2 separate regions of the Mus musculus genome follow, and region 2 is linked to region 1. A link is a contact called in public Hi-C data. All regions are on one chromosome and are shown on one strand. Each heading gives the region's core, a stretch centred on a gene start, on an enhancer-like site or on the middle of the called end of the contact. The rest is flanking DNA. Distances are from core to core; before and after follow the strand shown. Region 1 overlaps Gm13481 (predicted gene 13481). Region 2 has its middle 28 kb from the start of Gm39809.

What was found. Hi-C and Micro-C count contacts between places; a contact is called where the count stands out from the background.
Region 2: a Hi-C map of muscle stem cells shows a contact between it and region 1, with 1.9 times the contacts expected there. The contact joins two enhancer-like sites. A contact is called at or near these places in 4 of 484 Hi-C or Micro-C datasets (muscle stem cells, myocytes, nephron progenitors and 1 more).

The regions. Positions count from the first base shown.
Region 1 is chr2:48,312,507-48,319,936 of GRCm38.p6, reverse strand. The region is part of intron 1 of Gm13481 (predicted gene 13481); the gene reads left to right. Among named protein-coding and RNA genes, the nearest start is that of Gm25338, 68 kb to the left of the region's middle. Within about 2 kb of position 1,321, at least 32 of the 459 cell types and tissues checked have an H3K27ac peak or open chromatin away from gene starts, as enhancers often do. A contact at or near this core is called in muscle stem cells, where this site is marked.
Region 2 is chr2:48,563,949-48,570,907 of GRCm38.p6, reverse strand. No RefSeq gene overlaps it. Among named protein-coding and RNA genes, the nearest start is that of Gm39809, 28 kb to the right of the region's middle. Within about 2 kb of position 2,882, at least 30 of the 459 cell types and tissues checked have an H3K27ac peak or open chromatin away from gene starts, as enhancers often do. A contact at or near this core is called in muscle stem cells, where this site is marked.

The DNA of each region.
Region 1 (7,430 bases), core at 72-2,571:
TCTGTGCTGGCTTCCTTCAGAGATTGACTACAGTGTGGCCTTTTCTATTTATTTATTTATTTATTTATTTATTTTAAAGCCCAATAAACTCTTTCTTCTCCAACTTGCTTTTGGTCATGGAGTCTGATCACAGCATTAGTAGCTAAGACAGACAAGAAATAGTTTTTTTTTTTCCATTTATGTAATGTCAGTATCTGTTGAGTGATTATCAGTTGGAAGAGTCCAGAGCTTCTCTGGATCTTCTTCATTTCTGGACCTTCACATGGGCACACTGCCTGGATCACAATTCACCCAGACAATCTGTGGGAGAAAGCAACATTGAAGAGAAGCTCAACGCAATGAACAGCTGGTCGTCACCCAGTGACAATCAGAAATGATTTGTGGACATAGAAACTTTCTCCAAGAAGTATTTTTGGGAAGAGAATCTGACAGAAAAATCAGATTTTCAGTTAACAAGCTAACAAGAGTGGCAGCAATTGTCACCTTGACCTTACAAAAGTCTTGTGACTCACACAGTGGTCACAGTGCTACGGGGTTCTGAATCTTCAGATGCTAAAGCTCTCTAGAACGAGTGCCTTTCTTTTGCTAGGTGCCCTGCAACAACTGGGTAGCTCATTCCTTTGGATCAGTTAAAAAACAAACAAACAAACAAACACACAAAAACAAAACAAAACAAAACACCCTTTCTTGGATACCTTTCTTTACCAAAGAGTATATGTTGCATAGGCCTCAGCTGCCCTGGCCTGAGAGAAGGGAGCGCCTCACTCCAGTTGATGATACTTAATTGGAACAATCCAGCAAACGAGTGTCAGTTTTGGGGCCCGCACAACGTGTCTGCTGAGCGGAGTTTGTTTACACTTTGCCAGTGTCATCATTTACAAACTTCAAAAAAACACATTGACAAATTCCCTAGCTGTTTTGGCAGCGTTTCCATCAATCACCCATCTAATAGCACCAACATTTCTCCTGGGCTATTATAGTCACTTCAATCGCTGCGGCTGCAGCTTCAGGAGAAGATAAATCAGAAGGGCTCTTTCAGATGGCCTGAAGTACAGCACCATTTCTATTAACCAGCACTTCCTTTCTCGCTCCTCTCTCTCTGCCCTTCCTCCAACCTCCATAAACAATCCTTTCTGCTTTGTACTGCCTTAGATAAGTAAGCTGGATCTATGGCTCTCCTTTTGAGGCCCCCTTTGCAACGTCATTGGGTAATGGGTCCATTTATTACTTTGGATTTTTTTGTGTGTCCTCTCTAGTTACTCTGTGCAGCCCTCTCAAATCAATAAGTGTATTGTGTTTCTGCCGACAACAGGTGCCTGGCTTCCCAGGCCCAACACACCCTCTGAGAGCAGCTCACATGTCTAATGACCACAGCAGGAAAACCTGAAACCGTTTTGCCTTTCAACCAGGTTCTTTGTGCTGCAGTGTCAGGCAGCAGCTGGATCTGCAAGTGGGAGGCCAGAGTATCCCTGCTTTTCACTGCTACGGTTGCTGGTTGCTGTCTATTGCTAAAGCCCTTGCTTGCTTTTCAGAGGGAAGAAATGGCCAAAAAAAAAAAAAAAATCCCAGTCAGAACATCCTTCATTCTTGCTAGATCATCTTCTCATGCAAACAGTGTTTCTCTTTTTATCCTTACTAACTGACCTTCTTATGTAAGATGATGGTACAAGGCAACCAGCCCCGTCCCTCTTCCAGCTTCCCCACCATTAAGAAGCATGGCGTATCTTCTCCTTTTACTTCACAGGGGAGCCTGGGTAGCAAATATCGGGCAACTGCCAAACTTGGCAGCTCAGGTGAGGAGGGCTGGCTGGAGTTCTGCTACCCAGCTGGAGTGCTTGCTGGCTGTGGTGCCAAATGGAGGGCAGACAGACAAACTGGAGACTGAATTGCAAGTTGCTGCCTGAGTGATGTTCCTAGCTCTATCGCTGGGTGCCCCATTCATCCCTCATGAGCCACCGTTCTGGACAAAGCACCGCCAGCAGCAGCCTGTTTGCAAATCTTGGCTCGGTACCTGAGCAACCTATTAATCAGAATTTCAAGTGGGCCTTGGGAGCGTTTTTTCTTCCCTGTGTAAGTCAGAGTGCTGATCCAGGGGTTGGGGGTGGGGTCTTGGTGTCCACGTAAATGAAGCCATCAACTGGATGCATGAGGTCCCAGTCTGTGGTCATAGCGAGTATAATTTGCCCTAAAAATCGATCCTTCTGTATGCCTGAGCTGCTTGAAACTATCTCCACTATTAGCAGCAGGAATTTCAGTTGTTTGCTGTGTCTTGATGCTGAAATGACCCAAATATGGTCATTTTACATTAGAAAGGCTTTTTTTTCCCAGTTAAAAAATCTTTGACTTCTATATCTCTCAAAGCACCAAGGAAGACTTTCGCCTACCCTCTGAATGATGGATTGAAAGCTGTTTTTTGCTGTCTTACAGAATTAACTACTTGTGTAAGAGAAAGCATTTATAGAGACAACTGGCTGATCAGAATTCACTGACCTCATAAGGAAGGAATATTTTTGAACTCTGCTTCAGCCTCAGTAATATGAGAAACACACAGGGAAGAGAAAGAATTGGCATTTGTTCCTTGTGTATGTTCATGATTTTATTTATATGAGATCTAAAATTGTGGGGATGAGTGTAAGTATTTACAGTAGACTGTATTTTTTTTTTGTTGAAAGGTAAATTTCATACAATATGTTTTGATCATGTTTCCCCCAACCCAATTCTTCTCAGATTCTCTCCACTCTCCTACTTACTGTAAAATAAGTTCTTTTTCTGTCTTAATAAACAAAACAAAACAACCAATCAAACAACAACAACAACAAAACTCAATAAGCTGAATTACAATAAAAAGAAAAAGCCCAAGAAGCCCACAAAAACACAAGCAAAAAAAAAAAAAAATCCCCCCTTCCCCAAACAAACAAAACCAAACAACAAAAATCAAGCAAAGCATCAATAAGACAATAGGAAAGACAATAAATAAGTAAGTAAATAAATCAACAAACAAATAAAACACCCGAAATAAAGTCCACAAAAGTATCCGAGTCCTTTCTGTTAGCCAGCTACTACTGCACTTGGGTGCCTTGGAGTGAGGTTGATATACGCACTGGCATTTCACTGGAGAAAACTGGCTTTCAGTTTGTCAACAGGTATCAATTACAGATAGTTGCTTGGTTAAGGGCGGGGCCCTGTGTGTTTACTTCCGCTCTCAAGGCTGGGACTCTATTCGGCTTGGAACTGTACAGCTCTTGTGCATGCTGTCGAGATCACTGTGAGTTCCTTTGTACAGAAGTCTTGTGGTGCCTAGAAGAGTCATAAACCACTGTAGTGTGTAATTTTGAAAACATGCTTGCTGGAGCTCCCTCAACCGACCCCCCTCCCCCCAGGCTGTGCTGTTTCTCCCACCCACCTTAGTCCCTGTGGGTGGAAGACACCAGTCAGCCTTAATATTTTAAAATTAGCCAGATAACTCAATGGAGGCTACAACCTACATGTCTGCCGCTCCCTCTAGTCCACCACCTGCTCTGTCTCCTCCCTCTCCCCCTCCCTTCTCTTCCTCCTGGGGCCAGGAATCTTTTCCCCTTTGCCCAGCGATTGGCTCCTGCCTCATTTATTGACACAATCAAGAACCAATTAGGGTTGCAGACTCCTTCTGCTCCTTGGGTACTTTCTCTAGCTCCTCCATTGGGGGCCCTGTGTTCCATCCAATAGCTGACTGTGAGCATCCACTTCTGTGTTTACCAGGCACTGTCATAGCCTCATAAAAGACAGCTATATCAGGGTCCTGTGGAACAACAATATGAACTAACCAGTACCCCCAGAGCTCGTGTCTCTAGCTGCATATGTAGCAGAAGATGGCCTACTCGACCATCATTGGGAAGAGAGGCCCCTTGGTCTTGCAAACTTTATATGCCCAGGGCCAAGAAGTGGGAGTGGGTGGGTAGGGGAGCAGGGTGGGGGGAGGGTATAGGGGACTTTCTGGATAGCATTTGAAATGTAAATGAAGAAAATACCTAATAAAAAATTGGAAAAAGAAAAAAATAATAAAGGAAATAAATAAATAAATAAATAAATAAAAGTAAAATGAAAAACAAAAAAACAAAAAACAATTAGGGAAGCAATACCTCCCCCTACAAACCACTACTGGTTATTACAGTGTTTCTGCCTGCTCTTCTGAGTAGATCTTGCACCATGATGGGAGGCGTTTGATGGAAACATCTTATTAGTACTGAATATGTTAAAGTTTTTCATACTCTGTAAATTTTCCAGTTGTGGGTGTCTGGGTTAGTTGTCATCGACTGCAGAAGTTTCTCTAACGTGTGTTGAGTGGTGCTCTGATCAATGGGTGTAGCAGTATGTCTTTTTTTTTTCTGTATTCCTTTAGCATAGTAGTAGGTTAAATCCTAGGCCCATGACCTATCTAGTCTCTGCTTCATGACTAAGTTAGCAGTGTCATGATGTGGGCCTTAAAACCAAACAGGAAGTGGTTGGCTACTTGTATAACATTTGCACTATGATTGCGCCAGTGTATGTTATAGGCAGGTCACTGTGGTAGGTCCCAGGTTTTGTACATAGGTGATATTTATGATTATCTTTCTCTCCTGATAGTTTGCATACTTCTCTATAGTAGCATGAACACTAGTTAGTATGGGTGAATCTTCTAGTAAGACCCCACCTTGAGCTCTCTGTGTTCAATAACATAAGTAAACATGTCTTTAGCAGCAGGGCCACATCATCAAACTTTAGAGACTAACCAATAGCTTTGGCAGTAACCAATGATATTTGGCAGTTTCCACAGGACCCCTTTGGTCCAGAACTCAACAAGATGTAACCCACTTCTGGCACTGGGTGTTTTACCTGGTGGTATAATGTAAGTTTAGTTAGAACATTGTCTCCCTTATTATTTGGTGATGTCATTTAGATTCCTTTCACACACACACACACACACACACACAAATACACACACACACACACACACACACACACACACACACACACACACACACACAGAGAGAGAGAGAGAGAGAGAGAGAGAGAGAGAGAGAGAGAGAGAGAGAGGTTTTTAAAGTTTCAGGTTTCCATATGGGTTTTCAAATGGTCATTAGTTTGGCCCTCCCCATTTTCACCCCTTTTCCCTTTATCCTTTTCTCCCAACACTCTCCTTATTTAATTCTCCTATTCTAGCTTCTCCATAACATTCTATTCTATTCTCCCTCTATGGTAGATCCTCTTTTCTTCCCTGGTTTGTTACTAAGAATCTAACACCTATGGTTATTCAGACTATAGCACACATATCAAAAACTTAAAAGCTTATGTGCATATATAAAAAAGAGAATATACAATATTTTTCTTTTAGGATCTGGGTTACCTTACTTAAGAGTTCTTTCCTTTTTTTTTTCAGTTTCACTCACCTGAAAATTTCACATTTTCATTTTTCTTAACAGCTGAATAATAGTCTCTGTAAATATACTACATATCATTATCCATTCATAAGTTGTTTCCAGTTTCTGGGTATTATGAAAAAACAGCAGTGAACATGGATGAGCACATGATACAGGGAGCTCACCAGAGTTGACACACAGTTTACAGTCAATTGTAGTCTTTATTCTAGGTAGCTGGGACTGAACTCAGGTATTTGGGAGAGAAGTGGAACCCTTAGTATCTAATGCATGGGATTTATGAAGGAAAAACCATGTTCCCCCTTGCTCAGGGGGTCTTTGCAAAAGCAAGTGGTTTAAGAGGAGCTAAGATTAGCAGTTAGTTAGAGGGGGTTCTGCATAAGCAGGTAGTTTAACAGAAACTGAGATAAGCTTGCTAGGGCATCTTTGACCATTCATTTTCCATGGTATTCTTCATTAAGGAGATCGAATTCTAATTTTATCTGAAATGCCTCAGCAAGAATACAAAGAGGAAGTAATCTCTATGCTGTCTTGGGTTGTTACACAAGTATCTTTGTAATAGGTTGTGGAGTTCTTTGGGTATATTCCTAAGAGTGGTAAAGCTTGATCTTGGGGTAGATCCATTCCCATCTGCCTGCAAAACTTCCCACTGGTTTCCACAGTAGCTGTTCAAGTTTACATTCCCACTAGCAGTGAAAAAGTATTCTCCTTTTTGCACATTTTTTCCTACATGAGCTGTCATTTGTTTTATTGATCCTGGCCTTTCTGGCTGGGGTAAAATGAAATCTCAAACTAGTTTTGATTTGCATTTTACTGATGGCGAAGGATGTGGAACATTTCTTTAAGTCTTTTTCGGCCAGCTGTGTTTCATCTTTTGAGAAATCCATGTAAATCTGTACTATATTTTAAATTGGGTTATTTGTTTTCTTAATGTCCAGCTTTTTGTTCTTAATATATTTTAGGTACTGGATATGTAATTTCTAAAATGTTTTTTCCATTCTGTAGCTGCCACTTTTCCCAAATGGCAGTGTTCTTTGTTGTAAAGAAAAATTTCAACTTCATGAAGTCCCACCGATTAATTGTTGGTCTTTGTGTCTGTGCTATTGGTATCCTGCTCAGAAAGCCCTTTTCTGTGCCAATGAGTTCAAGCCTTTTCTACCATTCTCTTCTATCAGATTCAGATTCAGTACCCTCTCTCATGTTGTGGTACTTGATCCATTTGTGGTTCAGTTTTGAAAAATGTGAAGAAATGGATCTATTTGGAATTTTCTACATATAGCCATCAAGTTTGACCAACACCATTTATTGAAGAGTCTGCCTTTTTCCCTGTTGGTAACTGTCAAAAATTAGCTGTCCATTGGTATGGAGACTTGTATTTATACCTTTAATTCAATTTCATTGACTAACATGTCTGTCTTTATGCCAATACCATGCTGGTTTTTTTTTATTACTATGGCTTTGTAATACAGTTTGAAATATGGAAGATTGATGTCTCCTTTAGTTTTATTATTTAGGATAGTTTTAGCTCTCCTGTCATTTTTCACCCTTGGTGTGTATGTGGGTGTGTATCCATGTGTGTCCATATGAAACTGAAAAAAATTTCAATTTTTATGAAGAATTATGATGTAATTTTTGTAGAGATTGCTTTGAATCTGTAGATGCTTTTGGTATTATAACCATTTCCATAATATCAATCCTACTGATCCATGAGCATGGGGAATCTTACTGCTTCTGGTGTCTTCTTCAGTGTGCTAATGTTCTTATCATACAATGCTTTTACCTGCTTGATAAGAATTATCCCATGATTTATTTTTGAGGCTATTATTGCTTCTTTGATTTCTTTCTCAATCTGTCACTTGTATATTAGAAGGATACTGATTTTTGTGGTAATTTTATATCCTGTTACTTTGTGAAAATAGTTTGTCAGTTGTAGAAGTTTCCTGGTCATTTTTTAAGGATCTTTTACATAGAAAATTATTCTATCTGTAAATAAAAACACATCTCAACATTGTGTCCTCTTGCTTTCCTTCAGTTTTC
Region 2 (6,959 bases), core at 1,633-4,132, 250 kb before region 1:
GCCTGGATGCTGCCATGCTCTCGCCTTGAGATAATGGACTGAACCTCTGAACCTATAAGCCAGCCCCAATTAAATGTTGTCCTTTATAAGAGTTGCCTTGGTCATGGTGTCTCTTCTCAACAACTGAAACCTTAACAAAGACAACACCTTTCACAGAACAGAATCTCATATAACTGTTAAAGAAACAACAGTTACTTAAATGTGTGTTGACCATTAAAAGCATGGTATTGAGTGAAATGAAAATTTTAGTGTGCATGGTACAATATCATTTATGGAAAATTTGAAAGATAATTCACAAAACATGTGAGGTATGGTTGAACTGCCTGAAATTTAATTCTAGGTACACACATAACCAGATATGAGAAAATTATTATTCAAACTAGATATAGAGAATTTTGAGGGGAAAAATGCTTTCATGAGCTTTTCTTTGGATAAAGTGAGTGTCTATACAACAGGAGGGACTTCAGCTTTATCTGTAATATTTAATTTCTTTTATGAAGTGAGAATGACAAAATGCCAGGGCTGTAAGTTCTAAGTCGCAGATCTTGGTGTCTGCTTCACTAGTACTTGTTAAGGATATAACAATTAAAAAAAATAGCTATTGCAATTGTTCAAAAGAGGATGCAATAAGTCAGGAGGCAGAATGCATCCTCTTGCTCACTGTGCTCAAAGATAGAATGGGAATATGCAAATTTCTTTTGGGTAGCCTCTGGGAAACCCTGTGAATTTAGCCAAAGGACTGACTGGACTATGATTCACTCCAGATCCAACAGTGTTTTACTGGGGGGTTGGGGGGAGGACTAACAGATGGCTATAGGGTTCTATGTGGAGCTCTAAACACCCCAATTCATAACCAGGTCCAACAGAGATTGGACCTTGAAGAAGCAAGATTTTTGTCTAACAGAATCTACACTTCAGCAAGGCTGAAAATACAGATTATTAACCTCTTAAGAGAATGTCATTTGGATGATTTCCCCAGCACCATGGAAGTTAGAATGATCCATTAGAACAGACTTAGGGGCCTAGCAAACACATAAGTGGATGCTCACAGTCAGCTATTGGATGGATCACAGGGCCCCCAATGGAGGAGCTAGAGAAAGTACCCAAGGAGCTAAAGGGATCTGCAACCCTATAGGTAGAACAACATTATGAATTAACCAGTAACCCGGAGCTCTTGACTCTAGCTGCATATGAATCAAAAGATGGCCTAGCCTGCCATCAGTGGAAAGAGAGGCCCATTGGACTTGCAAACTTTATATGCCCCAGTACAGGGGAACGGCAGGGCCAAAATGTGGGAGTCGATGGGTAGGGGAGTGGGAGGGAGGGTATGGGGAACTTTTGGGATAGCATTGGAAATGTAAATGAGGAAAATACCTAATAAAAAGTATATAAAAAAAACAGACTTAAAAAGTATGAATTATTAGCTAAAAGGAAACATGAAACTTAATGCCTAACAACCATCATTTCTGAGTTTTTATTTTTATTTTTAAATTGGGTCTGTTTTAAATTGCTCAAAACAGGATTTTTAGTAGGAGAGTTACAAGAAAAAATAGATGACACCGTACCTATGTTTCTTAGTATTATAAGCAAATGTCATATGACATATTTGGTATAGAGCAGAGAAGAGATGATTGAAACAAACAGAAGAAAGTTCTAGTCTTCATGGCTAGCCAGTGCTCAAACCCATGAAATTATGGCCAAAGGAGGTATAGGAAGGGACCTACATGGGCCTTGTTGGTGGTAAAAGGAGGGAGTTCTCTAGTTGCTGCAGAGAGACTGAGCAAGGCACTGACATGGCCCTAGACAGGGAATGTCCAGTTGGGTAGATACATCCCAGAGGCTGGAAAAGCAAGACGATCTGATTTCCCTGCTTGCCAAATGGCTTTCTCTGGAACTTGTGTTTTTCTGATGAATTTGGAGGTTAATGCGGGAAGAATGGATTGAGCTAATGGTGGAGAGTGACTCATGACAGAGGCCTGACTCTTGCAAATGAGTTGGGAAATATGAGCAGTGTGAAATATAGCAGGTGATGGCTAAATAGCTCAGGGTTGGTTATTGTTACTAGAGGGCGTGAGGCAGTCTTCTTCTATTTATAGCACACTATTCTGAGTTTGTTCAACTCCCACCTCTGCCCTAAAACCCCAGTTCGGCATCAGGCAGAAGAAGCAGCTTATCTGTGTGAAGTTGCTTAGGGGGTCCCCACAGAACTTCAAATTATTAACATTTCACTGACATTTTCTCAGGAAAGGGACGGGACTGTGCGTATAGCCAGCTGTCAGAAAGTGACACTGAGCTGAGCTCAGAGGAAGGCCCTAGATACTTTGGGGTTGATTTATCTAGGTTATATCCATGCCAAAGTGGGGTTGTCTCTAAGTTTCTGTCCTTTTCTCAATGCTCCATGCCAGGACAGCCCCCCCCCCCCAAAGTCACTTTGTAATTTATCAGAAGGATCTTTGGTTATTCTAAGTTACTCACTTTGGCTTAACACTAAGCTGGGCTTCCTATTTTCTAATTAGTTCAATTATTCACTTACTTAATGTGTGTTGAGTATCAGACTAGGTGCAGTTAAAAACAAAACTTGTCCTCAAGTGAAAGAGAAAATGTACAAATGGGTAACTAGACTGAATAACCACGATGTGCTGTGTTGATCCAGAGCCAAGAGTCGTCAAAGGAAGATGCTCAGTGGTCTATTATGAGCAGAGGCAACAATAATGTTTGAGAGACTTATAGCAGAGGCTACAGGACAAAGGTATGCAACTGACCAGGTTTACGACGCTCTTAAATATTTGTTCAACGTTTGTTTACTGGTGAGAGTAAGCTCCACATAATCCCCTATTGCCCTGAGTGAGTCACGCAGTTCTGGCCCCAAGCTTGCATGCCCTATTTAGCAGGATAAAAAGCTCTGTAGTTACCTGAGCCTGCTGTGCTCCTTGAAGACAGTCTAGCTGTGGTATTCACACGAATCCCTGGCACTCCTCCCCACTACTAAGTGGCTTTATTAAATTATTCCTCCCCAGCACCTACAGTGCTGTTTCTGAAAGGAGTCCTAGTAAACACAGTTTGCCCCATTTCCTTTTATTTTTGAGCATTACCGGGTAGTTGCCATCTGGCCTTCTTCTAATGCTGGAAGAAGCAACAGTCTGAGCAAAAGTTTGGAGGCTGGAGCGGTTGGGAGTAACATCCCAGAATGCAAGGTACCATCTGCAGTAGAGAAGAGGGAAGGATGCAAGAGGAGAGGCAGCAGCTTGGAGAAAAAGTTCTCTCCCTCAATGCTTGAGGAGCAAACCCAGAATCTCTGGGGATGTTAGGCAGGAGCCCTACCACTGAGCCACACTCCTAGCCCCTTGGAAGCTGGTTTAGTAGAGGAGAATTGGCTTTGCTGTAGAGCAGGGCACTTAAGGCTGATGAGACAGGGTTAGAGTTTATATGATCAGACTTGTGTTTTTAAAATTCCTTTTTTATTTAACATAGGGAAATGGTGAGTTTTAGAGTGTATATCTGTTGTAAATTCTCATTATACATTTATGAATATAAATTTCCATGGTTTCAATGGTTTTCCTTTCACTCATAACTGTAATCGTGGTTTTTATTTTCATCGGGTGGAGTCCATTTCTATTTCTGTGGTTGTGTGTGTGTGTGTGCGCACACATGTGATAATCACACTGCATATAGAACCTGTTTTCAGTTGTTATACTTAATATAGCATTAATATAACACATTATTAAAATCCTTCATAAATAATTTCTATTGTACTATAATAAAATTTCATCAACATACCTCTGTTATTGGACATTTGGTTTACCATCCATTTATCTGTTATTGACAGTCATAATTAATAATATCCATTTGGCAGAAATACGATTTGGAGACGAAGGTTATGTTGTACAAATGTTTGAAAATGCGCTAAAGACAGTAGGAAATTGCACTGGTTTGAGGTCTAAATTTGGCAGCAGCAGAAGAAAGGAGAGGTCAATTGGATTATTGTTATTTCCTAGGCTTTGATTTCAAGACCCCCAAGCAGGTATTCTTCTTAGTTGTCACTGAGCAAGGCTCAGCATCAATGAAAACATGAGTCACGGTGACTGACTTGATGGAACTCTCAGGGGAGGTTGATCCCATCACACCTACTCGAAACAGCCTTCCAAGGACCAGAGATGTGACTCAGTAGGTCAGTCCTCTTGCTGTAAAAACATGAATACCAGAGTTTGAATCTCAGGTTCCAGAAAAAGCTGGCACATTTTCCTATGACTCTGTAGACATGGGGATGGGCAGAGACAGGAGGGTAGCGGGAGTTTTTGCTACAACACTTTGTGTTCCTGGTGCTTTGCACGCGCACACCCGACCAGAAGCTATCTTTGAATCCACGAATGAAAGACACACACCCAGCTTTTTTTAAATGCCTTGGCTACCACAAAGGCTGAGAACTCCTAAACCTTCCCCTGCTACCCCAGGCCTAATCAGGGAAATGGCCAGTGACCACTTTTCCTGAAGTCTCACATGGCTGGTTGGTGATATTTCCTGCTGCTCCCATGTCCCATCCTTCTACCCACAAGTCGCAGCGAAACTCTTTCATTTCTCTCTGTGTCCACGCCCATACAACTCTAAGGGTCCTGCTCTGTGCCCAGCCATTGACCGTTGGCATCTTTATTGATCAATCAAAAACCAGTTGGGAACAAGGACCTTTAGCATTTGGCCTTGCAGATCCCCGATTGAATCAAAGCATTAGAACAAGAGGGTCACTGGAGTTTGATGCTTATCTAGACTAAGCAAAAGCAGTGAGTTCCAGGCTCATTAAGAGACCATGCCTCAAGGGATAAGACAGAGGGAGATAGAACAGGACACCTTATGTGCTTCTTAGATCTTCATGTGCACACTTACCAACACACACACACACACACAGAGAGAGAGAGAGAGAGAGAGAGAGAGAGAGAGAGACAGACAGACAGACAGACAGACAGAGACAGAGACAGAGACAGAGACAGAGACAGAGACAGAGAGAGCTTCTAAATCCGTTGCTCATTCTTAGGAACTACTTCCCAAACTTGGCACACCAATTCCCTCTGGTAAGTTTTATGTACTTGTTTATTTTTTGAAACAGAACTCAAAAAAAGTAAGAGTGTTATGCAAAGAAGTTAATGTATTTAGCTTCCTCCTTGAAACACATTTCTTATTTACTTTTGGTTAATGAACAAGTACTTATAACAATTCCCTCAGTGTGCTTACTGCCTTCACAAGAATGGTGTACATTCTGCCTTCCCCATAACTTACAATTTAGTTGGGGAGAAAAAACAGATAGCCAGTAATTAAAAAGGGGTGTGGCTTAAAGAGTTATGCTTATTTTAGAATGAATTTACTACCTACAGAAAAGGAGTAAGAAAATGCCATAGGAATGTCAGCAAGCACCGTAGAAAGCAAAGCCAATTTTATAAACTAAATGGAGTTTTTTGTGATTTTTGCCTGACTGGGTAAAATGGAGGCAGAAAACAGCTGGCTCACGTGTGCTGTGTAGTGGATCTTTCTTTAGTTTTCTGCTGTAAACTAAAGGTCTCTACATTCATTTAACCAGCATTTCACCATTTATTCTCACCTGTGACCTAGCTTATACAGGCAGCCTCAGAGACAAGCAGATCTGACTCTGAAACCAGCTGTGAAATAGATGTGAATAGTCACTATTTTCTAGTGCGATGATCTCACTCTGGGAAATAATGTTTATGTGCTAATTGAGCTAATAAGAATGTATTGCTGTTGGCTTAGTGGGGTAATCTGATTGCTACTGTCTCTTAGGTAACCTAGCACTTCAAGATAATGCCACTAGAAAATGTTAAACCAGAATTCTCAAGTGTATGTAGGAAGTACTCCCTGGGCAGGGTGGATGGGTAGTGTGAAGTCCCAGAGATGCTTCAGGTCAAAGCTTCTTCACTGGAGCTCCATGGGTAGAATTCAGAGATCTGGTGGAATTGGATCAAAAGGTTGCTCTGCGTTTTCTTTTATTGTAATTCCAAAGAGTCAACTGTAGATTTTTGCAGTACTTTGGCTTGTGTCAGTCACTGATACAAGTCAATGATCTTTTTCCTGAAAATTATTTCCTATCTCATGAAGTCTGTGTCTAACAAGAGGGGAAAGTGTGACAATCTTTCCCCTCCAGTTAGATCTCGTTATTTAATGCACTGGAAAAATATAATACTATACTATCAGTTTGTCTTTAAAATATTTTGATATTAGTGGCTAAATATAAGTTGTCTCCTTTAAATGTCTGTGTTTTATTTTGTACTTTTGGCAGAATGAGCATGAGAAAGCATCATAAACTAGACAAAAATACCTGGGTAAAAAAAAAAAATACAGGTTGGAAATTCTGCTTAGGATGAGTACCCTGGAGCCTTTTTTCCTTATGGAAATGCTGCTATTTGCAATACAAATTCTTCCTGCTTTTCTGACACAAGGGGATCCCACCACCAGTCCCTTTCTATGGGGGAGAACTTGGACCAGTTCTGCTGTCAGTTTATACAGTGAGATCCTCACCATATGCAACTTTCAAGGCTGGAAAGATGACACGCCGCCAAAATGGCTGGGAAACATGGAGAAGCAGAGAGCTTGTGGCTGGACCACCATACAAGAAGTGACTTCTGCAAAATTCCATCTTGCTGCAGGCTGCTGCTGCTCTCCCTCCTTGGCTCTGCGGCTTTGTGACACTCACATAGTACCAATGACATTTTACATAAATATACTAACAAAACCCGGCTGTAGGAGGCACTCTGTCCAGCTCTTTGGCTTGCAGATGGTATTAGATGTGAAAGGAAAACACACAGTAGGGCCAAAGACCATTTCCCTCTCACTGTGGGTGGGCCCCACTGTCAATGTTGCCCTGGCCTCCAGACTACAGGTAAGCCCAGCTTTTGATTAAATCTGGTCCTGATCCTGTCTTCTGCAAGCTGGTGAGGGTGGAACAGGTCCTCGGTATT